Regions from separate parts of the Mus musculus genome. Here all the other regions are linked to region 6. Evidence: chromatin contacts called from public Micro-C and promoter capture Hi-C data. All regions are on one chromosome and are shown on one strand. Each heading gives the region's core, a stretch centred on a gene start, on an enhancer-like site or on the middle of the called end of the contact. The rest is flanking DNA. Distances are from core to core; before and after follow the strand shown. Region 1 holds the start of Rnf126 (ring finger protein 126). Region 2 holds the start of Polrmt (polymerase (RNA) mitochondrial (DNA directed)). Region 3 holds the start of Thop1 (thimet oligopeptidase 1). Region 4 holds the start of Prtn3 (proteinase 3). Region 5 holds the start of Gng7 (guanine nucleotide binding protein (G protein), gamma 7). Region 6 holds the start of Mbd3 (methyl-CpG binding domain protein 3). Region 7 holds the start of Pias4 (protein inhibitor of activated STAT 4).

What was found. Promoter capture Hi-C pulls out the DNA fragments that hold promoters and counts their contacts. A called contact is a pair of places that touch in the nucleus more often than the background predicts. Capture Hi-C pulls out chosen DNA fragments and counts their contacts.
Region 1: a promoter capture Hi-C map of pancreatic islet shows a contact between it and region 6. The contact joins the promoter of Rnf126 here to the promoter of Mbd3 in region 6. A contact is called at or near these places in 2 of 39 promoter capture datasets (liver and pre-B cells), 1 of 484 Hi-C or Micro-C datasets (CD8 T cells), 1 of 115 datasets of contacts at active chromatin or transcription factors (pancreatic cancer cells) and 1 of 9 other capture datasets (pancreatic islet).
Region 2: a Micro-C map of embryonic stem cells shows a contact between it and region 6, with 3 times the contacts expected there. The contact joins the promoter of Polrmt here to the promoter of Mbd3 in region 6. A contact is called at or near these places in 2 of 484 Hi-C or Micro-C datasets (the N1E-115 cell line and embryonic stem cells).
Region 3: a promoter capture Hi-C map of adipose tissue shows a contact between it and region 6, with 4 times the contacts expected there. The contact joins the promoter of Thop1 here to the promoter of Mbd3 in region 6. A contact is called at or near these places in 3 of 39 promoter capture datasets (embryonic stem cells, liver and pre-B cells), 2 of 484 Hi-C or Micro-C datasets (CD8 T cells and myocytes), 6 of 115 datasets of contacts at active chromatin or transcription factors (astrocytes, bone marrow-derived macrophages, double positive thymocytes and 3 more) and 3 of 9 other capture datasets (adipose tissue, liver and macrophages).
Region 4: a contact with region 6 is called in a promoter capture Hi-C map of liver, with 2.5 times the contacts expected there. The contact joins the promoter of Prtn3 here to the promoter of Mbd3 in region 6. A contact is called at or near these places in 5 of 39 promoter capture datasets (embryonic stem cells, hippocampal neurons, liver and 1 more), 3 of 115 datasets of contacts at active chromatin or transcription factors (double positive thymocytes, embryonic stem cells and memory CD8 T cells) and 1 of 9 other capture datasets (adipose tissue).
Region 5: a promoter capture Hi-C map of pancreatic islet shows a contact between it and region 6. The contact joins the promoter of Gng7 here to the promoter of Mbd3 in region 6. A contact is called at or near these places in 5 of 39 promoter capture datasets (cranial neural crest, fetal liver, liver and 1 more), 2 of 115 datasets of contacts at active chromatin or transcription factors (bone marrow-derived macrophages and pancreatic cancer cells) and 3 of 9 other capture datasets (adipose tissue, macrophages and pancreatic islet).
Region 7: a promoter capture Hi-C map of adipose tissue shows a contact between it and region 6, with 2.7 times the contacts expected there. The contact joins the promoter of Pias4 here to the promoter of Mbd3 in region 6. A contact is called at or near these places in 6 of 39 promoter capture datasets (the C10 cell line, hematopoietic stem and progenitor cells, hippocampal neurons and 2 more), 1 of 484 Hi-C or Micro-C datasets (uterus), 3 of 115 datasets of contacts at active chromatin or transcription factors (astrocytes, double positive thymocytes and embryonic stem cells) and 2 of 9 other capture datasets (adipose tissue and liver).

What each region holds. Positions count from the first base shown.
Region 1 is chr10:79,765,289-79,769,167 of GRCm38.p6, forward strand. Rnf126 (ring finger protein 126) reads right to left here and starts at 1,664. Exons shown (of 9, transcript NM_144528.3): 1 at 1,465-1,664. The coding sequence starts at 1,539.
Region 2 is chr10:79,744,467-79,748,241 of GRCm38.p6, forward strand. It overlaps Polrmt (polymerase (RNA) mitochondrial (DNA directed)), which reads right to left and starts at 2,115. Exons shown (of 21, transcript NM_172551.3): 1 at 1,999-2,115; 2 at 1,208-1,306. The coding sequence starts at 2,086.
Region 3 is chr10:81,067,611-81,071,500 of GRCm38.p6, forward strand. Thop1 (thimet oligopeptidase 1) reads left to right here and starts at 2,473. Exons shown (of 13, transcript NM_022653.4): 1 at 2,473-2,668. The coding sequence starts at 2,653.
Region 4 is chr10:79,878,037-79,881,853 of GRCm38.p6, forward strand. It overlaps Prtn3 (proteinase 3), which reads left to right and starts at 1,631. Exons shown (of 5, transcript NM_011178.2): 1 at 1,631-1,706; 2 at 2,392-2,557; 3 at 3,000-3,141. The coding sequence starts at 1,640.
Region 5 is chr10:81,012,661-81,016,285 of GRCm38.p6, forward strand. It overlaps Gng7 (guanine nucleotide binding protein (G protein), gamma 7), which reads right to left and starts at 2,265. Exons shown (of 4, transcript NM_010319.3): 1 at 2,196-2,265.
Region 6 is chr10:80,397,384-80,401,267 of GRCm38.p6, forward strand. Mbd3 (methyl-CpG binding domain protein 3) reads right to left here and starts at 2,148. Exons shown (of 7, transcript NM_001306143.1): 1 at 1,835-2,148. The coding sequence starts at 1,848.
Region 7 is chr10:81,165,645-81,169,148 of GRCm38.p6, forward strand. It overlaps Pias4 (protein inhibitor of activated STAT 4), which reads right to left and starts at 2,076. Exons shown (of 11, transcript NM_021501.4): 1 at 2,041-2,076. The coding sequence starts at 2,067.

The sequences.
Region 1 (3,879 bases), core at 414-2,913, 630 kb before region 6:
CCCCATGCTCTGTTTAAACACTTGTCACTCCCTGACTGGCTGGCCTATACAAACCCTGTAAGAACAAAGACCATGCTGGGTCACTGGGGCTTACAGGTAGGCTCGTGCCAGGCACAGTGGCAGTTGAGAGGTCAGGGTCCTCCTTATTCAAGGGCACTGAGCCAGAACCTGGTGCTGCTCTGGTCCCAGTAAGGAAACCTGACAGCTAGGTGTACACCTGGGTCTGGCCATCTCCTTACAGAAAACAGTTCCCAGAGCTCACAATGGTGCCAAGGGGCAGCATAGTCCCCAGTCCAGGGGCGTCAAGGCAGATCTGGGGAGGCAAGGCTGAGGCACAGGAAACACAAGTAGAAATAACAATCAATTCCTATGTTCCAGGTTCACCTGGCACCCCACATACCACTCTCTCCAAGCTGCCCCCCTTCCTAGACAGGGTTCCTGTCTGTCCTGGAACTAACAGTTGGCCTCAAACTCAGACATCGGCCTGCCTCTGCCTCCCAAGTGCTGAAATAAAAGGTGTATGCCACCACCTGAATTCTTGGAGTTAATCGCCCTGAAGAATGTCATGGTGTCACCATCCAGAGGGAGAGTGCAGAGACCAGAAGGAACTACAGCACCTCTTACCACCCACCCCGTCGTCACCCTGACAGACTCTGGCTAATTACTCCACCACCTTCTCCGCAATGGTAGATTGGCTTACACCAAACTAGCTACTACTTCTTCAAGGACCCACCCAGGCTTCCACCTCGAAGGGCAGGAGCAGGCTCCACGCTTGGCCTGGAAAGGCCACGGTAGGTTGCAAGTACTGAGCGATCACCTTTCCAGGAGCGAGCCTCAAACCTGGGTATGAAACAAGGGATGCCTGGAAGGTGGGAGGTTCTGTCCTGGGAGAGGAGGCCTGGGGATACCAGCCTAGTCAAAGTCACTCTCAAGAAACTTGCAGGATCCCTGGCATGCACCTGGACAAAACCACCTTGAACCGGAAAAGATGCAGGACACCCAAGCAGGGTCCTCAGGATAGATATGTCCAAAGCTACGAGGAAGAAGCAGGAGGCCAGGGGACAACCAGGTGGGGACCGGGGGATGCAACTGGTCAAAGCCACACTGAAGCCTTAGCACAAGGCCTGTAACAGGCAAGGAGGTGCAGGTACGACCTTCCCAGACCCTCCAGCTCCGCCGTCGGATTCGCAGCTCCTCTGGGCGCAGCAGCGAGGCCCGGGGCGGCGCTCGAGGCCGCGCCGCGCGCCCCCGCGTCCTGGCCACGCGCTCGGCGGCCGTCCCCAGCGCGGAGCTCAGCTTCCGAGCCCCACCGGGTCCGACCAAGCCTGCGTCCCTCGGGCGACCCCGCCGCCGCCCTAGGTTCTTGGACCTGCCCGCCACGCTGCTCGCACCCCGCCGGGTCTCAATTTCCCCTCTAGCCAGCTTCGCGCGCACAGCTCCACGGCCCTCCCGCCCAGGTCTCACCGGCAGGCGCGGCACGATCTCTACCGAGCAGCAGTGGCAGAAGTACCGTCCGGGCTGCGGCGACGCCTCGGCCATGGCCACCGCCGCCTCCGCGCCGCCCGCCCCCCGCGCGGCGCCTGCCGCCGGCCGTTTGCTGCTCCCTCGCCGGCCGACGCGCCCGCGCACGCTCACGCATGGCACGCACGGCACGCACGGCAGGCGTGGGGCTCGCGGAGAAACGCGGGCAACGCGCTGCGGGGGGCTGACTCGTGGAGAACGGTGGCCGCACTAGGACAAAATAAGTATTTCCGGAAGCCAGAGACCTGGGTCCAGTGTGTGGGGCGGAGCCTGGGGGCGAAGCGGCGGAGCCTAGTCTCCTTAGTAACCGGGACGGAGGTGAGGGTCAAGACTGCAGAGCATCTTGGGGGCGTGGCCTATCTGGTGTGGGCGGAGTCTAGAGGGCTTGGCACTTGGGGGTGGAAGGGCGGAGTCACGCTTGAAGAGTGCGGAAGTCCAGGGACAGCGCGAAGGCGGGTCGCCTTGGCGATGACTTTAGGAGGTGAAGTCAGACATGGAAGCAGAAGAAGTCAGAGATGGGGGGCCAGCGAGCGGCGGGGCTACGTGGGGGAGAAGACTTTTTGGCAACCTGCGTGGGACAGGGCCTCGGGGAAGCCTCCGCGACCAAAGGGCGGGGCCTTCGTGGGGGCCCGGGATGTCTCTTTGGCAACCTGGGGTAGGTTATAACCTGTAGGCAACTGGAAAGCTTTAGGGTCCGCAGGCTGAGCCTGCGCAGGGCGGGGCCGGGTTTCCATGGTGACGAGACAGCGACGGGACCAATCCTGGAATCCGCCTAGGAATTTGGCGTGAGCCTGGAGGCGGAGCTCCAAGCTTGCGGGGGCCGTCTCCTTGGCAACGAGGATGGGCAAGCCTGAAGGCGGGTGACTATCTCCAGAGCGGGGATGTAGTCGACAGGGCTGAGTTTCTCCGGCATACGGGATTGGATGTAGAGGCCTCGGAAAGCCAAGTACAGTCGCGAAGTTGGAGTCCTTGAGGGGCGGGACTTGGTTGCCTTGCCAATGGCTTAAGTTGTTAGGGCTATCCCTAAAAAAAAAAAAAAAAAAAAAGTGAGGGACGGGGCCTAAGAGACTCCTCCTCTTCTTCGAACCATCAAGCCCTCATTTCCCAGCTTCCTTCCCCTCATTTAGCCTTCCAGACAAGCTTGCCTGTGGATATTTGCTTGCACTGCACTGCCTGTGCCTCCAAGTGCTTGGTCCCCCAAACTCCGGAGTCTCGGCTGCAATGTTGCCTTTTCACGCGGTCTCTACAGCCCTCCTACATACACTTATGTACACCTGATAATCTGTAAAAACAGTGCCGGGCAGAAGGGAGTATCATGTCTGGACGATACACATCAGGTGTTCCACAAACACCCGAGATAAGGATGAAGAAGGGATGCATTCTCTGGTAGAAGGAGGATCCTCTAGCCCGCAGGCACCCCGTGTGACTCTTCAGGAGTGAATGAAGCCTGCGTCGTCTTCTAGGCTAGGCCCAGAATGTTTCTGAGGTTAGTTCCTGTATTTATTTACTTATTCGTTCAACATTCATCTAGCGTCTATGAAATGCACACAAACACTCCAGCACCATAAGGCAGGGGGGAGGCTTGGACTCTAAACTGACCTTGGATATCTCTGATGACACAAGAATGACTTCCTGGGGGTGAGGAGGGTACATTGCAAGCAGAGTTTTGAAGAAAGAATAGGAGTTACTCAGAGTTAGGATTCCTGCAAGAAGGGGAGGGACAGTCAACCTTCACACCTGGCCTGCTTTCTGTCCCCATTCCCACCCATTCCGGCATTGACCACCAGAGGGCACATGGCCCCCATCAATCGGAACTAGTTATCCCACTAGAGCCAAGTCTACTGTGGTGAGGCAGCCCCTCAGTCGTTTAAACACGCCAATATTCAATGGAGAGACCTTCCTCTGAGCAGCTCAGGGTAGTTGAAAAGTTATGGGGCAGTGGGCGTGGGTTGACTTCCCAATCAAGCCATTGCTGTGTCATTGGGCAAATAGCTTAACCTCTCTCTCTGAACCATGGCAGAGCTTGCATCCTGGGAGCCTTCTCATACACACACACACACACACACACACACACACACACACACACACACAGTCGGGGTCTAGCCTCAACACAGGATCGGAGTTTTCAACTGGAAGCAGTGATATCTGGAAGACCCATAATAAACTCACACAGTCAACTTTTCGGGTACAAACTGACAGGCTTAAAGTTGAGCTCTCCCCCCCCCCCCCACTTTCTCTCTTTCAGCTTGACGCAGTATGTACTCTTGAGGCTGCGGTTGTGCTCTTTCGTTTGCTCCCTTTCTCACACACTCTCCTCTCACTCTCTCCTCTCACTCTCTCCTCATACTCTCTTTCCCA
Region 2 (3,775 bases), core at 865-3,364, 650 kb before region 6:
TGAAGGGACCCAAGAGACAAAAGGGTGCAAAAAGGCCCTGGGGCAGAACTGGTTGGTCTGTCAGGAGTAGAAGAGTTACATAGCTGCTGTAAGCTCCATGGCCCACAAAGCACTGCCTTCTGTCCCTGACAGAAAGGAGCCTCATAAGAGGGAGCAGGCGCCACACACTAAGTCTGCAGATCCCTCTGCCCAAATGACAGATTCCAGCATGACATACCCTGGAACGTGAGTCAGGAAGCAGTTGCTGCTAAGGGTAGACAGGAGCCACAGTTAGACCATTGTCTTTACCTCCTAACCCACCCTCTAAGCGTCTCCACCTTCTGCAGCTGCCATGCAGACCTGACATAGGATCAGGAGGGAAATCTGGACATCCCGTCTACTAGACTTGGTAGTAAAACACTTAAAATTGGGTTCCAAAGTCAGTGGTCGTGCATGCCTTTATTTTGTTTTATTTTTGTTTGTTTGGTTTTTTTTTTTTTTTTTTTTTTTTTGGTTTTTTCTTTTTTTCAAGACAGGGTTTCTCTGTGTAGCCCTGGCTGTCCTGGAACTCATTTTGTAGACCAGGCTGGCCTCGAACTCAGAAATCCGCCTGCCTCTGCCTCCAGAGTGCTGGGATCAAAGGCGTGCGCCACCATACCCGGCTCATGCACACCTTTAATCCCAGCACTCCAGGGGCAGAGGCAGGCAGACCTGAGTTCAAGGCCAGCCTGGTCTACAAAGCAGCCAGGACTTCCTACACAGAGAAACCCTGTCTCGAAAAACCAAGAAAGAAAAAAGAGAGAAAGAGAGAAGGGAGGAATGAGGAGAGAAAGAAAGAAAGAGGAAGGAAGGAAGGAAGACAGACAGGCAGGCCTGGCAGACAGGCTGGATTCCAGCTGCACCTCGACTCTGCAGGACTAAAACTGGAGACTTCTATGTCAGCATTCCAACAATGCAAATCCGGTATTGTTCAGGTGTATTTGGGGCCTCCACTGTCTTCCTAGAAGTGAGAGCCCCAGGTGGGAATCTGGAACTCAGGGAATGGAATTACAGCAGCTCCCAGAACCAGCACAAGAGGACCCACAGGACCACAGACAGGCCAGCCAGACAACACTGCTCAGTGGACTCTGGACCCCATTTTACATACTCCCTTGGAGTGGTCAGGTACAACGCAGAGCACACTCCCTCAAGGCTTCACTGTGGAGAAGGACTTAGGACACCAACTTACCTTCCAGCAGTTCAGCATGGCCCCACTCCCTCAGGACATGTTGCTCACGGGGACTGGCAGCGGAGCTCCTTCTTGAGCTGCAGAAGCCACCAAAAGTCCCTAGAAAGAGACATGAAGAATAAGAACACAGAAACCATCCTATCAAGTGGACACCGTGGCATGCACACTTATTACCCCAGGTCTCTGGAGGCTGAGGTGGGAGGGTCTCCAATTGGATTCCAGCCTGGGCTACAAAGGAAGTTCTAGGTTAAGCTAGTGTGAGTTCCTGCCTCAAACTTACGTCATGCCCAGAAAGAAATGGATCAAAAGACAAGGACTGCCAGGCATGGGATCTCAGAACTCAGGAGGTTGAAGCAGTAGGACCTGAGTTCAAATAAAGCATCCAGCATGAACCACATGGAAACACCATGGCTCAAAAAAAAAAAAAAAAAAAAAAAAAAAACACGCCCCGCCCACAAATAAATCCAGACCCAGAAAAAGACCAACTTCAAGGGCAGAACAGGCCAAAGCTATAAGGATCGGGGTGCAGGATCCAGCAAGAAGTACTCCTAACTAAAAGTAGCCAAAGGTCAATGCCAATATCCGTAAGTCCCCAACAGTGGGTCAGAGACATGGAAAAGCGAGCAACAATCAAAAGTCAAAGTGCCCTGCGGACCTAGAGAGACGTTGCCAACTAGTGCCCAGCTAAATGGGTCCCCAGAAACTCCTCCATAGGTCAAAGAACAAAGGTTGAAGGTGACCGGGATCCTAAGGAAGGGAAGATTATAGTCCTGGATCCGACACTCCTTTACCTTCCTCCGAAGGCGGGCGGTGGGGCCCAGGGGAGCGCAGAACCCGGCCAAGCCCGGCTGCGCTTCGGGTCCACCGGAGCGCCGACATGCCGCCTGCTGCCCGCAGTGCGCACGCGCACGCGCCGCCTGCAGGGAGCTGTAGTTCTGCGACTGCCGGAAGCGCTCTTAGGGTCTGTCCTGTGAGAGGAGTCGAAGGAGAACTACAACTCCCAAGAGGCAGCGGGCAGCGTGGCGGCAAGAGAGCATGCGCAGAAATACTCTTCTGATTCGTTCTTTTCATATCCAAGTTCCCTCTTTAGTTTTTATATTTTTTTGTTCTTTGATTGACTGGTTTCTGCTTTATTTTATTTGTTCATATATATGTGCGTAACATTTACATATGTGTATATATTATGTACTATATGCACATTTTTGGCACAAAGTCTCACTATTTAACCATGAATGTCCTGGAATTTAACAGGATTCCCTTGAACTCAACAGATATCCTCCTTATACTCCTGCTCTGCCACCCAGTACTGGGACTATAGTCGTGCGCCACCACGCCCAGTCCCTACCCTATTTGTTTCTCCTCCTCTTCCTCCTCCTCCTCTCTGCCTCTCTCTGTCTCTGTCTCTCTGTATGTATATGTGTTTGTGCAAATGGAATCAGGGCCGTAGAAAGATGGAAAAGACGTGTAAATAGTACCACATCGCGATTTCATTCATCCATCCATCCATTCATTCATTCACATTCACAGAGTCCCATGTAGCTCATGTTAGCTTCCAATTTACATGTATGAGAACTAATCTGGAAAGCCTGACCTTGCTGTCTTCTCCTTCCCAGTGTTGGACTAAGGGATCTATCTACACGTAGCCCAGGTTGGTTTCAAACTTCTAATGTGGCCAAAGATGACAGTGAATTCCTGATCCTCCTGCCTCCTAGCTCAGGAAGTGCCGGATGACAGATATGTGCTATCACGCACCAGCATTTTATATTTGAGACAGAATCTCACTAAATTTTCCAGGCTAATTCTGTAGCTCAGACAGTACCCTCCTGAGAAGACAGGACCTGGGCTCATTTTCTCAGTACTAGGGCTTCTACTGTCTGGAGCGCATCAGTGAGAGCTTTGGGTTTATAATCCCAGCCCTCTGGAGGTAAAGGCAGGCGGATTCAAATTTAAGCACATAAAATGCACATAAAACCTTGTCTCAATCAGGCAGTCGGGCAAGCAAACGGACAGATAAACAGACACACACACAAACTCAGAGCTGGGTGTGGTGGCACACACCGTTTTTGCTTTTGTTTTTGTTTTTTTAAAGATTTATTTATTTTATGTATCTGAGTACACTATCTCTGTCTACCAGAAGAGGGCATTGAATTCCATTACAGATGGTTGTGAGCCACCATGTGGTTGCTGGGAAATGAACTCAGGACCACTGGAAGGTCAGTCAGTGCTCTTAACCCCAGGTGGCACACACCTTTAATCCCAGCACTTGGGAGGCAGAGGCAGGCAGATTTCTGAGTTCTAGGCCGGCCTGGTCTACAGAGTGAGTTCCAGGACAGCCAGGGGCTACGCAGAGAAACCCTGTCTCGAAAACAAACAAACAAACAAACCCCAATTAAATAAATAAATATCCTAAAGTCTAGTTGGAGCTGGAGAGATGGCTAATTGGTTTAAAGCATTAGCTGTTCTTCCAGAGGACCCATTCAATTCCCAGCATACACACAGCAGATCAGAATGTAACTCCAGTTCTAGGGAATCCAACACCCTCACACAGACATATATGCAGACAAACTA
Region 3 (3,890 bases), core at 1,223-3,722, 670 kb after region 6:
GTGCATGTGCCTTGTGTGACATGTCTGTGGTAGACCGAGATTGAGGTCCAGTGCCTTCCTCATTCATTTCCACCTTGGATCTCAAGCCAAAATCTCCCATTAAAGCAAGAGCCTGCAGATTCTGCTGGTCTAGCCTGGGCACTTGCTCCTTCAGAACTCTCCTGTCTCCTCCTGCTGCCAGCTTTTTTGGGTACTGGGGGTTCAAACTTCCCAACACGGTGAGTGCTTTGCCTGCAGATACATCTTCCGGGGCAGGGGAGTTGTTTTGGGGCAGGGTGGTGGTGGGTGTAGGCACGCACCATTGATGACCAGTGTCAACTGTCTCTTTGGTTGGATCTAGAACCACAGGGAAGATGGCTTCTTTGATTGCCTGTGGGGAATTTTTTTTTTTGAGACAGGGTTTCTCTGTGTAGCCCTCACTGCCCTGGAACTCACTTTGTAGACCAGGCTGGCCTCAAACTCAGAAATCTGCCTGCCTCTGCCTCCCAAGTGCTGGGATAAAAGGCATGCGTCACTACTGCCCGGCGTAGGGGGATTATCTTGATTATGTCAGTCAAATGAGCCAGGAAGGCCCTCAGTCTTGACTCTGGAGAGGCCATTTCCTGGGCAGATCCTAGACTGAGTAATTTCGAGCAGATTTCTGGACCTTGGACCAGGAGTGACTATTGCTTCTCCCTACAGGAACTGTACTTTGAGATGCGTGTTAAAATAAATGCTGTCTCTCCACTATCCTATGTTTTAAAAGTTGCTTATGTGCTTGTGTGCATACACTTAAATGTATGTGTGTGCACCATATGTACACAGCACCTGCTGTGGCCAGAAGAGGACATGGGGTCCCCTGGAGGTGTGAGCGGCCCTGTGGTGTGGGGATCTGAAGTCCAGTCTTCTGGACTTGTGCTATTACTGTCGATGTTTCTGCTCAGATGGAAGGGCACACGGAGACACGGAGCTCAGGAACCACGCAGGGAGCCCTCTCAGCAGAGGTGTTGCAGTTCCCAGGGGAGGATATCCCCGGCTGAGCTGAGGAGCTCAGGAGCCTTGTTTCCCCGCACCCCGCTCTCCCACCCCCCACCCTCTCTTCACCTCGCTTCTTCTTGGCTCTTCCGATGAGAAAGTCACACCAAGCAGAAAATCTCATGTAAGAGATTTATTGGTGGGTTCAGGGTGTGGAGAGATGAATCTTCCCTCTTCTCCTGGGAGTAAAACATTAGGGAATTAGACAAAGGGCGGGGCTTACATAGAATTTCTTAGGAGGCAGGGCTTTTCAGGGCAGAGATTTCCAGATTAACGATTGGTGGAATTTCAAGTCCTGAGCTTGAGGAGCTCAGGGATTGGTGGGTTTTCCTGTTCGGGGATTGGTGACTTTTTTCCCCCTCACCCTCTTTACCCTGCATCAGGCCCATGGGTTAGTGTGAAAGTCCTTCCAGGCCACAGCCAACTTTTGCTGAGGCGCCATCTCTGTGAGGCTGCTCAAGGAGGCTGGAGATGAGGTCCTATCACTGTGGGACAGTTCCTGTAGGACAGCTCCTGCAGGGGTGTTCTTGAGGGGCAACCTCTGTTGTGTTGGGAAAGGTGATACACTACTGTAGACAGTTCTTGTGACAGCTCCAGGCTGAGGAGATGTCATGGTGCCAACATTTTAACAGGAGCCGCCAACAGCTCCTAGGAGGCATCTTAACGTGCCACAGGCTGGTGCAGGAAGGAGGGGCCAGCCCTGGCTTTTGCAGTACACCGATTATCAACTACACTTGACCACAGAGCCATCTCTCATGTTTTTTCAGACAAGGTATATAGTCCAGGCTACTCCTGCAGGTTGCAGGTTGGGTCAGTTTTGTTTTACTTGGACTGAAATTGCAGGTATAAGTCAGCACACTCAGCTTACAAAAACAAAACAAACAAGCAAAAACCCGTGGCGGTTCTCACTTGCATTCCCAGAACCCAGGAAGCTGGGGCAGGAGGATTGCTACGAATTTGAGGCCTGTCAGCAAATTCAGACCAGCCTGGGCTACATGAAACTTTGTGTCAAAAAAAGGAAGGAAAGAAGGAAGAGAAGGTTGGAGGGAGGGAGAGAGAGAGAGAGAGAGAGAGAGGGAGGGAAGCCAGGCATGCTGGAGCACTCTGGTCATCTCAGAACTCAGAAGGTGGAGTCATGAGGAACTGGCTGAAGAACAAAAAGAAATGAATTGAACGAACAGACCAAGCACAAACGCACACAGCCTGTATAGAGTGAAATCCTCACAGAAAAGGCAAGGCAGAGAGGGTGTTAGGTTTCCATGGAAACAGCATCCTGGCGTTCCGAGGGTGCGTAAGGCTCCGCCTCACTCACCTATGACAGCCAATTGCGGGCTCCACTGTGTTCAGCGCATGCGCAAAATCGCACCACTGACAGGGCAAGCTCGGGATAATGTGGGCGGAACCGCGATGCACCGGCGCCAGACTGGTTGTTCCTGCGCATGCACACTCGCGTTGACCAGCTGCCTTCGCGCGCACGCGCCTTCCTAGCGTGCTCGGAGCTCGCGGGCGGCGGGCGCCTCAGTCTGAGAGCCACAGCAGAGGAACTGGCTCAGGTGAGGCGAGCTCCGAGGAGATCCGGACCGCACAGGCGTGAGGACCAGAGGAGGGCCGTCGCCGCCTCGCGCGCAGCCGACCGCCATGAAGCCCCCCGCAGGTACCGGTCGCCCCTCGCCCAGGCCCTCCCTTTCTCTCCTCCTTCGGGCAGATGGAACCTTTGGGATTCCCGACCCTGACCCCTTCGTCTGCAAAATGAATGAACTAACTTTCCCATGACTTCAACCTCTTGATAAACTGAATTTTAAAAGAATACTTTTCTCATGCTCCCTGCTATTCTAACTAGGGTAAGATGGACTGCCAACGGGGCGATGAGCAAAACCCACACATGGTGTAAAAGGCTCTAGTTCCTGGAAGGCTGCTGGAGACGGTGGCCTGGGAACCTCGGTGCCAGGACAGTGTGCTATCTAGCATCTAGAGAGGACCTAGTAATACTTCCAACTAGGTTCTTTTGTATTTTTAGGATTTGTTATTTTTAACTATTGTTTGTACGTCTGTGTGTGAGTACCTGCACATGTGTGTAGTATTCATGATGGCTAGAAAAATGTGGCCCATCCTCTGCTCCTGGAGTCAGTTACAGGTGGTTGAGAGCTAGCTGCCTTTCAGGGGTGCTGGGAACCAAACGCAGCAAGCACGCTTGATCACAGAGCTCCCTCTCCAGCCTCTTGAGTCAGCAACACAGGGGCTTAGGCTATGGTCACCCCACTTTGGCAGGGCTGGTTGGGAGACCCATCTTTCTCTTGCCAGGTCTGCTGTGTATGTGTGTGGGGCATCCCATATGGTGGAGCTACCAGGCAGGGATTCCCGTCAGTTGTAGACATGACTGTGACCCAAAAAGATGAAGACTTGTTTGGATTTTTTTTTAAACATTATTTAGTGTGCTTGTGGAGGTCAGAGGACAGCTTGCGGGAATCAGTTCTCTCCTTCCACCTAGTCAGTTGTGGGGATTGAACCTAGATCGTCTGCGTTGGCAGCAATCACCTCCAGCTGCTTAGTCATCTTGGGTCCCCTGGACTTGCTTAATCCAGAGAAGGAAACAGAGCCAGTGCCAGCCTCTCTTCCCAAGTGTGGGAGACCGAGACTAGGAGGATCCCACCTCCAGAAATTGCAAGGGTAGCCTGGACAATCTGGCAAGATCCTATCTTAACCCATGAACAGAGGACTAGGGAAACAGCCCAAAGGGCCCTGTGTGTGACCTTCCTGTATCTGAGAGCGGCCTTGGGGGGGGGGGGTGGCGTCTGGAGCTCACACCCATACATTTTCTCATGCCTGCAGATAATCCCCCCAGTCATGATCAGGATCATGGGAACAGGAATAATTGG
Region 4 (3,817 bases), core at 381-2,880, 520 kb before region 6:
AACCTTTTCTTTCTCTCTTTTCCTTTTTTCCAGCCCCCCAGGTCTGTGGTTTCTTTCTCTTCGTGTGGTTTATTCTTTTAACTTAATGAATTTCCTTCCTTATTTATGAGCCACTGAGATGGCTCAGTGGGGAAAGGCGCTTGCTGCCAAACCTCAGGGTCTCTGTTCAGTTCTGGGGACTCACACAGTGGACGGAGAGAACTTACTCTTGACTGTTATCCTCCGACCCGCTGTGCAGACACGACACACATGCACACATGGAGAAGTTCGTTCATATAGGAATGAATGCATTAACTTTGTACTCCTGGGATGGAACTCAGGGCCTTATGCAGCCTAAGCAAGTGCTCAATACTTGGCTGTATCCCAGTGTTCTATGGGTTTAGACTATTTCATTTATTGATTTTTTTTTTTTTAGGTTTGAGACAGGGTTTCTGTGTAGCCCTGGCTGTCCAGGAACTCGCTCTGTAGACCAGGCTGGCCTCGAACTCACAAGAGCTCCTCTTGCCTCTGCCTCCTGAGTGCTGGGATTAAATGCGTGTGCCACCATTGCTGTGCTAGACTATTTTATAATAAATGAATATATTTGCTCTGTGATCCCAGCACAGAGGCAGGAGGATTGATGTTGGTTTGGGATTTAATAAACAGGGGTGGATGGGGAGGGAAAGGGCCAGATAGCTCAGTGGGTAAAGCACTATGGCAGAAGGGAGGGCTGCAGTTCCAGTCCCCAGAACCCGTGTCCACAGCGGAGACAGCCTCCTGTATTTCCGAGCATTTGTGTAAGGAGGCCCAGAAGAAGACAGGGACACCTCTCCCCCAACAAGCTAGAGAGCTGATTGACTGAAACCTTAGAGAGAGCCCCTGCCTCAATATAAGGTGGAGAGTCACTGAGGAAGATACCTTGTGTCAACCTCAGGCCACTCTATGCATGTGCATCCACACATGCCTATGCAGAAAGAAAGAAAGAAAGAAAGAAAGAAAGAAAGAAAGAAAGAAAGAAAGAAAGAAAGAGAGAGAGAGAGAGAGAAAGAAAGATTAAAAAATTTAAGATATATAAATTAAAAAGAAATAAAACACACACACAATATATATATTTATATGAAAAAAAACCAGTAAAGAGAAAAGAATAGGAAATTATCCCAGTGCAGAAGTGCATACTTGTCATCCGAGCGTGCAGGAGGCTGAGGCAGAAGGAACCTTGGATACGTGGTGAGTTCATGGCTAGCCAGGGTTACATGCAACCCTGTTTAAAATGAACACACATACACACACACACACACACACACACACACACACACACTACAACATTAGAGGAGAAATAATGAACTCCCAAAGTAAAATCTAGGCAGGTTATTAATGGGGAGGGTCATCGATGGGGGGTGTATCACAGGATCTGTGGATCATAGCTGAGTGGGTACTAAAGTGGCTTGTCCCAGGACCCTCAGCACGCTCTGGGTGGCAGAGGGCTTCCTGTGCCTCCAGAGAGACCCCCTGCGTCCTGCCCTACTGCAAACATTCCTGGGCCCCCAAACTGGAAGGAGGAAGTGGGACCCACAGCCCAGCCTTTAGCCACTGTTCAACGGCTCCCGGCAGAGCTGGGCTATAAGAGGGCCCCAGCAAGCAGGATGCCAGGAGCCTGGCCATGGCTGGAAGCTACCCATCCCCCAAGGGGATCCATCCCTTCCTGCTGCTTGCCCTGGTGGTTGGTGGTGAGTGTGTGTGTGGGTGGGGGGGTGGGGAGCTGTTCATTAACCAGCACCTTCCTAGAATAGCTGGGAAGGTCAGGGCATCCCCTGGTTAAATGCTTGGGAAGGAAAGAATGAGAGGGGGCATTGACTGCTTTCCTTCTGTTTTAGGGTTCTTTTTTAGACAGAGTCTTAAGTAGCCCAGGCTGGCCTTTGCTACATTATAGCAAATCAGCTTTGACCTCCTGGCCCTCATGCCTCATCTCAGTACTGGGGTAGCAAGCTCCCATGCTGTGTTTCTGTGGCACTGGATGTGGGACCTAGGGCTTTGTGCGTGTAAGCCACGACTCTACCCACTGAACCCAACACCAGCTTCAGCCCTTGATGGGTTCTTACTGTATGTGTGCCGCCCACGGACTCTCACTGCAGGGAGGAATTTCCAGGGAATCAGGAATTACCAGCCAAGCTGAATGGCGCACATCTTTAATCCCAGCAGTTGGGAGGCAGAGGCATGCAGATCTCGCTGAGTTCAAGGCCACCCTGGACCACAGTGTGAGACACTATCTCAAAACAAAATAATACGTGTAGACTCAAGTCAGCCCCCGACTCCTCCCCAGGCACAGGTCACTTTAAAACCATAGGTAGAACAGACTGTGGCTCTCATGGCTGGAACCCTTCAGGCTGCATTCCTGACACCTACTTCCCCTAGGCGCAGTCCAGGCCTCCAAGATTGTAGGTGGGCACGAGGCTCGGCCCCACTCTCGGCCTTATGTGGCATCCCTGCAGCTGAGCAGGTTCCCTGGGAGCCACTTCTGTGGTGGCACCCTGATCCACCCGAGATTCGTGCTGACAGCCGCCCACTGCCTGCAGGACATGTGAGTTCAGGAGACAGCGAGGGAGTGGCAGGTCTGAACTGACAGCAAAGCCCTGGATGGGTACCTCATAGTCTCTTCCCCTTCCAAAGGCTCCCTCTAGACCTGCCTCAGCTCTTCCCCATGCGTTCTCCAGGAGATTATTTCAACAGAGACTTTCTCTCACCTAGAATCCCCCAGTGAAGGGGATAGGGGAGTGGTTAGGGTAAATATCCCTTCTAGAATTCCCCAGGGAAGGGTCTGTGGGCACGGTCAGGGTAGAGTTCCTCCTACCTGCCTAGAATCCCCCAGTGAGCGACTAGGGGGCGTGGTTATGGTAGAGCCCCACCTGGATTCCTCCCAGAGGGCGTGGTCAGGGGTGGAGCACTTGGTAACGTGTTGAAGGATCGATCCGGGTTCCATCCCTTTCCCTACAACAAACAACATCCCACAACCTTCACTGCAGCTCCTGGCAGCTTGTGACAGTGGTGCTGGGTGCCCACGACCTGCTGAGCTCGGAGCCTGAGCAGCAGAAGTTCACCATCAGTCAGGTCTTCCAGAACAATTACAACCCCGAGGAGAACCTCAATGACGTGCTTCTCCTCCAGGTAGGTCGGGTTCTGGGGATCCATTGCTGCAGAAGACACGTAGGGAAAACCTACTGTGTGCCATGCTAGGACCATGGAGCCGTCATAGTGTGGGACCCGGGTCTGTCCCTTAGCTTCTGACCTGGCTGGCTGTGTTTCCTGTCTGGTGCGCTTGGTTAGTGGTCCTGTTAGACCTGGGCCTGGGGTTAAGCCTGTGGCTAGCTTGAGGTTTGGGGTTAAGGTTACTAGAGCCAAGATCAGATATAGGATAAGGATGGTTAAATTAGGGTTCGATCTAAGTCCTGGTGGAGGGGTATGGCCTATGGTCCACATGATGCTAACTTTAGGATTGCTGCTTGGACTCGGCCCAGGCTGAGAGCTAAGGGTAAGGCTAAGTTTTGGTTACCGTTATGGCTAATGACTAGGCCATGGGTAGGGCTCAGTTAGGCTTAGGGCTATGGTCAGTGTTTAGTTAAAGGGGAAACTGAGCCTGAGTAAGGGTCTGGGTCAGAATTAAAGTTAAGGCATTGAATTGAGTTTGGGCACTGCACAGCATTCAATGTGACCTCTTGTTATCTTTACTCTGCACCATGCCGGACATATCAACAGCTCTCTACAGAGCTTCCTCCAAAGGGCTAAGACTGTTCACCAAAGACGTTTTGAAGCTCTGCACAGATCAGGGTATTCAGCTGCTGCA
Region 5 (3,625 bases), core at 1,015-3,514, 620 kb after region 6:
TTCCAGTCACTATTTCTAGACACAAATTAAAAACCTGCGACAACACCTTGGCGGGCGGGGGCAGTTTTCCTGTTACTACTTGGTGTGCCAGAGCAAAAAACAAGTCTGTGCTGTGGAGACAAAGATTAGCCGCCCCACTGAGTGTTCTTCGCCTGGGCACACTGGACTCACTAGGGGACCCCCAAGATCCTTCACGAAACAAACTGTGGGTGCGGGCGATGCAGGCTCAATCACTCACAATTTCAAAGTCACACAGAACTGAGTGTGAAAGTCACTCCATTAAGCTCACTCAGGAAGCAGAGGCAGGGGGAGTTCCAGGCCAGCCTAGGCTACACAATGAGACCCCGTCTTCAAAGGAGGAAGAAGAGAGGAGGAGGAATGAAGGAAAGGAAGAAAGAGAGAAAGGAAGGAAGGAAGGAAGGAAGGAAGGAAGGAAGGAAGAAAAGCAAAGCAATAGAAATCGGAGTATGAGCAACCTTCACAGGGCCAAGTGTGGTGACCCATACCTGTCCTGCCACTCAAGACAGAGACTGGAGGATCAGGAGAGAGTTGGAGGTAGCCTGGGCTACAGGAGACCTTGTCTTAAAAACAGAACAGAACGAGCCACCTGGAAGAACTAAGCATCCTAACAAATACCTTGTAATCCCAGCACTGTAGAGCCTGAGGCAGGAGGATGGACATGGCTTCCAACCCTAGTGCCTCACTGGGGGATTCTAGGCAGGTTCTCCACCCCGGGCTCTATCCCAGTCCACATCCTTCCAACCTGGCTGCATAGATCTCAGGCAGTTTTTCACACCTCTGGGCTGTGGACACTGGGCCTGTTCATTGTCTGTGGGACACTATGGGCCCTGCAAGGCACTGTGCAGTCTTAGGCTCCACACTGCATGCCAGGACCTCCTCCCTGATTTGAGAAAGTTACACATGTCCCTAGATGTTACCCAGTGTTCCCTGCACAGCAGAGTCACCCAAGTTCAGAGACAATCTTACACTAAACTGCAAGCTGACTGTGGTGTTTTTGAGACAGTGTCTCACTCTGCAGTCGTGGCTGTCCTGGAACTCACTATGTAGCCTAAGCTAGCCTCAAATTTTCCATTTTTCTGCCTCAGTTTCCTAAGGACTGGGAGAGCACGCCTGCCACCACCGGGGTAGAGATTCTCATTTGCACCCCAGGATGGTGGGAGTCAAGGGGGGTTCCTCATAGTCTTTCTGTGACAGCTTGCACCAGAATGGCCTTAACACATATCTTCCCTGGCAGATACTGCAGGGAGCCTACCCAGGGCTAGCTGCCCTGCCCTCATGAGGAGGTAGGGGGGACTGAGGACTGAGGGACAGCAGCTAACAGATCAAAGCAGAGTCCCAAAGCCACTGAGAGCACTAGACCTGTCTGCAGCTGCAAACCGGTGAACTTGGTGCCTGGTTCCCTGACACCTGGCAACAGTTTCAGTGCTATAACAAGAGGTCCCCCAGCCAGCCACCGTCACCCTCTCTCCCACCTCGCCCCTACCCCCACCCCATCCCACCCCCGCAGTGGAGAGCTGCCCACACACCTTAACACTATTGCCCCTAACACTCCCACAGGAAGTTTCTGAAACAGTCAGTCAACACTGGAGCCTTGTGCACCCCAAGATCTAAGCCTATGTACCCTGAGTCCCTGAGAGGGACACACAGGTACCTTCCCCCTGCTCTATGTCTTTGTCTCCAAGGTGTTGGTACTGTGTGCAACCAAACAGCAAACAGGTAGTGCCCCACTCCTCCTTGACTGCACCCCACTCCTCCCTGACTGCACCCCTCTTCTCCATGACTGAACTCCATTCTTCTCTGTCTGTATCCCACTGTTGTCTGACTTCACTTCACTCCTCCCTTATTGTACCCCACTTCTCCTGACTGTACGCCACTCCCCTGACTACACCACACTCCTGTCACCTTACCCAATACGTATCTGACTGCACCAAACTCAGTCTTGTATGACTGTACCCCACTCCTCCCTAATTGACTGCACCCCACTCCTCCATAACTGATTGCCACCCATTCCTCCCTGATTGCACCCCACTCCTCTTTGACTGCACCCCAACTCTCTCTGACTGCACCCCACTCTTGTCTGACTTCACCCCACTTCTCTGGGCTGCCCCCGTCCTCTCTGAGGCAGCCCACTCCTCCCCGATACACCCCGAGTCTCTTCAGCATGCGGAGCTCACCTGCCTCCAGCCAGTGTCTCAGCAGCCGCACAGCCGAACGCACCGCGGGGCCTAGAGAGGGCTCTTCCATGGGGCGGGGTCTCCCGCGATGAGGGCGGAGCCTCTGTAGCATTCGGACCAATCAGAAGCCAAGGTGGCGGAGGTTGGTCCAGAGGAGGAGCCTAGGGCCGACAGTCTGGTAGGCTTAGCCTTGGGGGCAGGGCGGGGCTTCGGGCTCGAGTGGGCGGGCCAAACCCAGGAATGGCGTCTCCACGGGCCATTCACTAGCTGGAGGGCGGGGTTATGCGTCTAAAGATTGGCAATCAATGGTGCAATCAAAGGGGCCTCTCTGAGGAGAAGCTGCTTAACGTTAGGCATGTACTAAGTCAGGCTTTGTTTTGTTTGGATTTTCGAGTTTATTTTATTGGTGTGTATTTATTGTATGGTATAATGAGTTTCATTATGACGTTTGCATACATTTGTATCCCATATTGTGATAATATTCATCTTCCGCTGAGCATCATTTTAGCAGTAAGAAAACACCGATCAAACTCCCCATCTCAGCCCAGATCTAACAGAACAGCAAGGTCCAGTCAAAAAACCCCATGGGAGCCAGGGACAGGAAGCTCCCTTGTGGTTTTCAAGGAACGAGTTTGAATCCCGAGCAGAGACCCAGGATAGTGAGGAAATACTGATTTTTTATTTGCTTGTTTATCATTTCTGTATTCTGATGTTCATCTCCGGTTTTTTCTATTCTCTCTGTTACTTGGGTTTTTTTTTGGCTTTTGCAGTACTTGGCTTGGGTTATAACTTCAGCCATATATATATATTTTAAGACAGGGTCACAGTAAACCGCCCAGGCTGGCCTTGAACTCACCATGCAGGAGAGGATGACTTTGACTCTCCAGTGGGGGCAGTGGCACCAGGGACTCATGCTGGAAGCCCCAGCCCATGGGTCTGCATTCTCTACAAGTTTTCTTGGTGACCTCAGAGACATCTGGAACATCCCTGCAGGTAACAGCCATCCCAGGGAAAGACCAGTGCAGCCCCTGGGTGGGTGACCTCAGGATTCTGGTGTGGACTGACATTCTGTGACAGACAATCTACTGGCTCGGCTCCCTGGACTCTTGTCATTCCTGAAGGAACCTGGCTATCATCCACACACACATCCACACACATACATGCACACACATATGAATGCCCCCACCACAGACATGCACAGACAGGCACACACATGCACGTGTGCTCACACACACAAACACACACAAACACTGCACTTTATATTCAGAGAAAGCCCAGAACCTTTCTTCAGTGTTCTTCCCTGGCACATCCCATCCAGGCTGTCCCCAGACCCTACTACTGTTTGTGGTTCACCTGGTAGATGCAGAGTTGGGCTATCTTCCAGCACTTGAGAAGATGAGGCAGGAGGACTGCCCCAAGTTTGAGTTCAG
Region 6 (3,884 bases), core at 898-3,397:
AAGGAGGAGCCACAAGTTCCAGGCCAGCCTGGGCTACACAGCAAGACCAATAAAAAGGTAAAACCAACCCGAGTCACAAGGCTGTTGGCTGCTGGGGTGGGGACAGCACTTCTGTGCAGGGCCTAAGGAGCTCGGCTCTGTAGGTCTGTGTGCACATGGAGTGTGCCCAACAGCTTGCTGAGTGGGACAGTTTGAGCTGCCCTCATCCAGCGATAGGCCCATAGTACACCCAGGGCTGACATCCTAACTCTCCAGCCCTAAGTGTTTCCAAGGTATGTGGGAGGAGTCCGTGAAGAAGAGACTGTCTATACAAATGCGTTGGAAAGCACTGGTGGCTATTCTGGGGCATGGATGTGAGCTAGCAGCTGTGGGGGATGAGACAAGTGGGACAGGTACAGCTTGGGGACAAGGTGTCTTTGGATCATCTCTCAGAGGTGTTGGCCCCATTGCAAGTAAGGGAGAAGGGGAGGAAGTCCCATGCACACAGGGCACCATTTGCATGTAGCCCTACTGGGAAAAACCCTACCTACTGCAGACCTATTAGAAGCAACAACCCCATCCCTCTTTGCAGTCTGAAAGGAACCCAAGTTAGCCCTGGCTTCCAACCTTACTGCCAAAACCCACGACTCCTTAAGACCAAAGGGCCAGGCAGTTCAACTCACAATGCACCACCCAATTCCGGGTGCAGTGGAGTAGGGACAACTACAGTCGGCTAAAAAGGTAGATGCTCCAGCCGTAGGGCAGCATGCATGCGGCCCAGGATTCTATTCACACCACTGGGGATAGAACTGGGGAAGAACAGCAGGTGTAGGTTGCCTGGCTATTATTCAGATAGACAGCTTTCACTGCCCTGATTAAAAGGTTGCAAATATGGTCTATGTAGACGCTGCCTCAAAAAAAAAAAAAAAAAAAAAAAAAAAAGGCTGGAGAGTTGGCTAAGAGGTCATGAGTTCAATTGCTAGCAACCACATGGTGGCTCACAACCTTCTATTGGGTGATCTGATGCTCTCTCTTCAAGCAGGCAGAGCACTCATGCATTAAATAAATAAAAAATTTAAAATATTTTTTAAAGAGCAGACTTATTCATAAAAAAGTCTTGCACACAAAAACCACATTCACATTAGTCAGAAGCCACTGTGATGTTACATTTGGGGCCACCGCTCAAGAAGAGCAAGGGCTTTGGAAACGCCATAAAAATGGGGGACATTTTGCTGAACAAGAAGCCAAACCCAAATTTATGCAGGTGAGGGGATCAGGCCACCTGGGGCAGTTCCCTTGCTTCCCGAAACCATGATAAAGTCCCCGCGAGGGTCAAAGGGTCAGCCCATCCCCCTCCCACCCCCGCTTCCCAGCGGCGTCTGGCCAAGGCCCGGGCGCCCCTCGCACGGCGCGCACGGTCCCCGATTCCTTGGAGGACAAAAGCCCGCGCCACAGGCGGGCTAAAAGCCACGAGGCTGAAGCCTTGGCTGCAGGCGTGGCGCACGCGCACTCACAGCAGCGCTGGGTGGCGCGGATCAGCAAAAGGCAAGGCACTGGGTTCAACGCATGCGCGCTGAGGCGAGCCATGGCCGGCGCGTGCGCACTGACCACAGCTGGCACGTAGGACGCACGCTCGGACGCACGCTCGGACGCACGTCGCCCGGCCCAGACCGCGGCCCGCAGTCGGGGCGCCCAGGCCGCCGCAGAGGCCGCTGGGAGGCGCCCGTTGGGGCCCTGCGCGGCCGGCGCGCTCATTCACCTATAGTAAAAGACATCCCTGTGGCCGGCCGACAGCCCCGACCTCCTGGGCACTTCTTCCCTTTCCCAGCCCTGCGGGAGCGCCGGGCACTCCCACCTCTTCCGCTCCATTGCGCCCCGGCTTTTCCGCCCGCCGTGGCCGATGCCGCCGCCGCCGCCGCTTCTGCAAGTTGCGACCCCCGGGCTCGTCGCCGATTCGGCTCCCTCCGCCGCCGCCACTCGCCGCAGCTGTTCTGTCCCACGGGCCTCCGCCCTCCGCCCCCAGCCGGGCGCGCGCCGGCTTCGCCACCCGCTCGGCCCCCTCCCCGCGCTTCACAGCCCCCGCTAGGGGGGCCGCTCCGCCCACCCGCCCGCGCGTGGGGCTCGTCTGCGCAGGCGTGGAGTCGGCCCCGCCCCTTCGCGCTCGCAGGACCAGTCTGACTGCCGTCCAGACTCTCTGCGCAGCCGCGGCCCCGACCCAGCCTTCGCTTGCCTTCAAGACCCGCCCCAAGGCTGTGAAGCCAATCAGATCACTTCAGCTCCTCGGCTTAAAATGCACAGTTGGCTACGTCCCGCCTTGCGGGAGACGCCCACAGGGCATGGAGACCAATCAGCGCTCAGAACCTCGTTCTGTGCTTAACTTCTCATATAAATCTGCTCTGAGACAAGGACAGCCAATCAGCGTGGCCGGGGTGGGACAACCATTGCGTTTGCGCTCTAGACTCCGGAAGCACAGTGTGTGCTGCACCTGGTCTGTACCAAGCTGGAGCAGTTTCGCCCGAGCTGCCGTCCTGGTCCTGGGGTCGCGCTGGGCTGCACCTGCGCAGTGTGCGTTTGTCAGGGACCCGCCTGGGCTTTGTGAAAAAGATCGAGTACAACTCGGGGCCTTCGACGCAGTCCTGCTTCCCTCTGCGTTTCGTTCTGGCCTCTCGGCTGTTCCAGCCCCAGCCTCTATTGCGTTACTGCGAGGACAGAAATGCACCACCACTCCCGGCTTCACCAAGAACTATTTAAGAAGTTTGTTCTTTGCAGCAGTACTGAAAATAGAAAGCAGAACCTTACACGTGGTAGACTTTCTGCCGTTAGGCTGCACCCCAGCCTGAGTTTGATGGCTCACGAACCTATTTAGAACATTCCTGGCCAGCCTGGGCCACACAGCAATACCCTAAAATCAGGCCAGGAATAGTGGCACGTGCTTGCCATCTCAGCACTGGGATAGTGGAGGAAGGAGGATCAAGCACTTCAAGACCAGCTTGGAGTTTACTAGATCCAGCATCAGAAGGAAGAACAAAACCAAAAACTGGTTTCTAAGTTAGTGAATGGAGTCACTCGCACTATCGCCCCTTGTCTACCGCAGCCCTGAGGACAGGGAGCTGGGGGGTCACTTACTCCTGCTTGGTACTGTCGGCTGCTTTGCCACTCAGGCCCAGCCAGACTTACCCAGGGAACATGCCTGAAGGCCAACTACCTTCTCACCCAGGCTTCCATTATACAGTACCTGGAAGACCTCTCTTTGAAAGGGGACCCTCCCTGACAAGGAGAGCTGCCAAGGGATCATGAGGTGAAATCACAACACATTTAAAGATCTTTGTCTTGCCTGCAATTTTTGGAGCTCAGGAACTGTATTTTATGAGCTAGGATTTGGGTCCCCAGATCAGGAGGAGAGATCAGATCACAGTGAAGAAGGTCAGGGGGACATGGAGGCTGGGATTAGTGTTTTGTATTTTTGAGTCAGAGTCTGACTTTGTAGCTTTCCCTGGCCTTGAACTCCGAGATCCTTCTGCCCCCTGCTTCCCAGGTGCTGGGATTAAGCCAGGCTTGGTGTCTGACAGATTTTTGCATGTGAGAATGGCAGCAGAAAATTGACACTGGGGTTCTCAATTCTCTATTTTTGAATTTTAAAAATCTGTGCCTCTTACCATCCAGAACCATCTAACTTCCCCAGACTGGGTCTCTCAGCTTGTAGCTTACTGCTTTATCTGGGCTGGCAGGAAGGGAGGTCTCAGACATGCAGCCTCCGGGCAAGGAAGTTCAGGCTCTCACGCGTGTTTGCCAAGCTGGTTACTCAACTGTCTTTCTCCTTCCATCTTTTTTATTCTTAAACCAATAAGGGGTTTTAAGTGGCCCAGGATGTCCTGAACCTTGCTATGTAGCTGGGGTGACAGTTA
Region 7 (3,504 bases), core at 826-3,325, 770 kb after region 6:
GGAAACCCCAGGATGCCTCAAAAGACAGAATCTCTGGCCTGTTGGGACAGATTGGAGGAAAGCTACCAGAAAAGTGGAGGTATTGCTATCATTCTTAAAACACTGTGAGGGGCCATGACAGGAGTCCTCTGGACCATTTCAGAGTTTCAAAGAAGAGTCAAGTTCACCTAACTAAGGTGGAGGTGGAGGTCTAGGGGGCAGAGAGTCAAGTAGAGGTCATCAGCTTTTATTTAAAGAATCTAGACCGCAAAGAAGCAATCGCAGCCCTTCTCACTGAGGGGGGATGAAGGTACAGAGTCTTTGGCCTCACCCCAATGTTCTAGGATGGTACAAGGGGGACTTCAAGGAGTAAAACTGTGTTCCAGCCGGGCGTGGTGGCCCACACCTTTAATCCTAGCACTTGGGAGGCAGAGGCAGGCGATTTTCTGAATTCAAGGCCAGCCTGGTCTACAGAGTGAGTTCCAGGACAGCCAGGGCTACACAGAGAAACTCTTTCTCAAAAAAACCAAATAAAAAACAAAAAAAACTCCTGCGTTCCAGATCATAGTTTACATATCTCCATCTCAAAGTTCTGTTTCCCAAGAGAAAACCACTATGTAAATGGTGTAGATTTGGGGTGAGTAAATGGTGAGAAAGAGGGGTACACTTTTTTTTTTTTTTTTTTTTTGGTTTTTCAGGACAGGGCTTCTCTGTGTAGCCCTGGCTGTCCTGGAACTCACTCTGTAGATCAGGCTGGCCTTAAACTCAGAAATCCGCCTGCCTCTGCCTCCCGAGCACTGGGATTAAAGGCGTACGCCACCACGCCCAGCTGCACTTTTTTTTTTAAATGATTTTTTGAAACAGGATTTCTCTGTGGAGCCCTGGCTGTCCAGGAACTCACTTTGTAGACCATGTTGGCTTTAAACTCACAGAGATTTGCCTCCCTCTGTCTCCAGACCCCTGGGATTAAAGGTGTGCCACCATGCCTGGTGAGGACGACACCTTTTAATCAGATCCTCTAGAATAACCCTAAGGGTCCCAGTGGGGAGGGAAGGACCATGTCACAAGGCAGGCAGAAAAACGGGGGGGGGGGGGGCAAGTCTGAATCTTATGGGTGGGAAGATGCTTGAGGGGGACTGAGGAACTCCAATAACTCTGGAGGGACAAGTGTGCTGGAACCTTGACAGGGAGACAGAGCAGAACTGGATGTAGGCTAAGCCAAGCTGTACTTCAAGAGGGTTTAATGGGGACTCAAGTCAGGTCAGAGCCCTGGTACCTTAATGCAGAAATGGGGGAACAAGTCTAAACAATGTTCCCCTGGACTCAGTCAAGGTGTCCTGTGAGGATCAATCTGAGGAACACATAACAAGGAGGTGGTGGGTCCAGTATGCCAGGCAGCAGAGAAACTCTACAAGGCGATTCACAGGTTAGAGATGGGTTAGAGTGAGACAGGATCACTGGAGGCTGAAGTGAAGAGGTACCCCAGAGCTGACAAGTGGGGAGCGGGACTCGAGGGCTGAGTCTCTAAAATGAACTTGGGCACTTATAGTTGGCCTGAGTCTGGAGTCAGAAGGTGTCAGTCTGAGCCCCGAGAATCAGAGGACTTGTGGCAATCCCTGTAGACCTTCCCCATGCAGGCCTGTGGGGGAGGAAAGAGGGGGGGCACCCGGACCTGAGTCCTACTCGTTGCCTTGGAAACCTGATGGCGAAGTCACTTTGCATTCCTTCGGCTTCCCAGACCACAGAAGGACCCCCAGTTATGTCCCAACAGAGCTAACCCAAAGGAGAGGACAGTGCCTGCACCGGGAAAGCTGTGTAGCCACACTGTGGGAACCCCTGCTAGGGTCAGTAGAGAAGTGACAGTAGACGGCGGGGACACCCCAGGAGGGAGCTGGCGACCCCGCCCCCGGTCTCCCCGCCCCCCGCCCGCAGGTTCAGCCCGCGTCCCAGTCGCACCCTCGCCGCCCGCGCCGCCACACCCCGCCCTCCCAGCTCCCTGCGAGGAGCGGTCCGTACTCCGCCACCCGCCTGTCCCGGCCGGAGCCACTCTCGCTCACTCACTTTGGCCTCCACCAGCTCTGCCGCCATCTTGGCCACTAGCGTCCCCCGCGCCGGGAGGCCCCAGCCGTCGCGTCACGTGAGGGCCCTCGACTAAAGGGCGGAGCCTGCGCGAGAGCCAGTAAAAGCGAGTGCTGGCTCCTTCCTCCACGCCCCCGCGTCTGAGAGGCGGGAGGATGCATCACGCGCACGCGCCTACAGGAACCCCGCCCGAGGATCTGACCAATCACAACGGACAATTGCCAAATCCCGCCCCCCACGGTTATTTTTCAAGGCGCTGGCCGCTACCACGCCCACTCTGGGGAGGAGTCTGCTGCTTAAAGAAATAGCAGCACTTCCCGCCGCCTCATTTCTCTTGCTTTAGAGAACCGCTAAATTTTTGTGTTTATTTAGTGTGTACATATGTGAAAGTCACAAAACAGTCTAGGAAATTAGGTTTTCTCCTTCCACTGTGTAGGTAGCAGGGATGAACCAGCTAGTGCCTGAACCATATACCCTTTGCCCTGCTCCCTCTCTTACTGGCCCCACCTTTTCTGTAGAGTACAGGCCGAACCCCCTGCCTCGTTTTCAAATTGGCTTGCGGTGGCAACAGTTGTGGGTTTTTAAAAATTGTTTTTGTTTTTTGAGACAGGTTCACCATGTAGCCCTGGCTCTGTGGAACTCGCTTTGTAGACCAGACTGGCCTCAAACTCACTGAAATCCTCCTGCCCCTGCTTCCGGAGAACTGAGATTAAAGATGAACATAACCAAGCCCTGCGTAGCCTTGCTTCTTTAGGGCACAGAAGCCCCTCTAGCTGCATTTTTCCTTCTTTATTTGTTGGCTCAAGGCTACGCCCACTTTTCTGTGGTCTGTTTTATTTATATACTGGGGGAGACACGCAATTTTTGATCGTCCAAAGACAATCTAAGGGGTTTGTATATTTCCACAATATGGATTCAGGGAATCGAACTCAGGTCATCAGGTTTAGAGACTAACGCGAATAGGTGTGGGTGCGCGCGTTCCAAGCCCCCTAGGTGGACATCAGAGGACAATTTGCTGGAATTGCTTTCTCCTTTAACCAGGTGTCACAAAATGAGTTCTGTGGATCGAACTCCTAATAGACTTCTGGGCGATCACCATTTCAGGGGCCCTCCTTGGCTTTCTAACTACCCACAAGCCCCACCCAACCCCCAAATTTTCGAAGCTTGCACTGGGGCCACGCTCACTTCTAGCCCCGCTCTGGGTTTTTAAGCGAGAACGGCACCGCCCCTTGCTTCCGTTTCATTGGGAGGACTGGACCGCGCCCACGTGGGGAGGGTGGTCTTAAAGGTGTATGTGCTTCCTGCTCTGGTGCATTTTATGGCTCATGTTTACGGTTGCATTTTGATGAAGAGAAGGGTTGGGGATGAACAGAATGCGGCCGGGCAGGTGTCCCTGTTCCCTTCGAGCGGCAGCTGGCAGGTGTAGGGCTCGCATGGCCCTGTAGT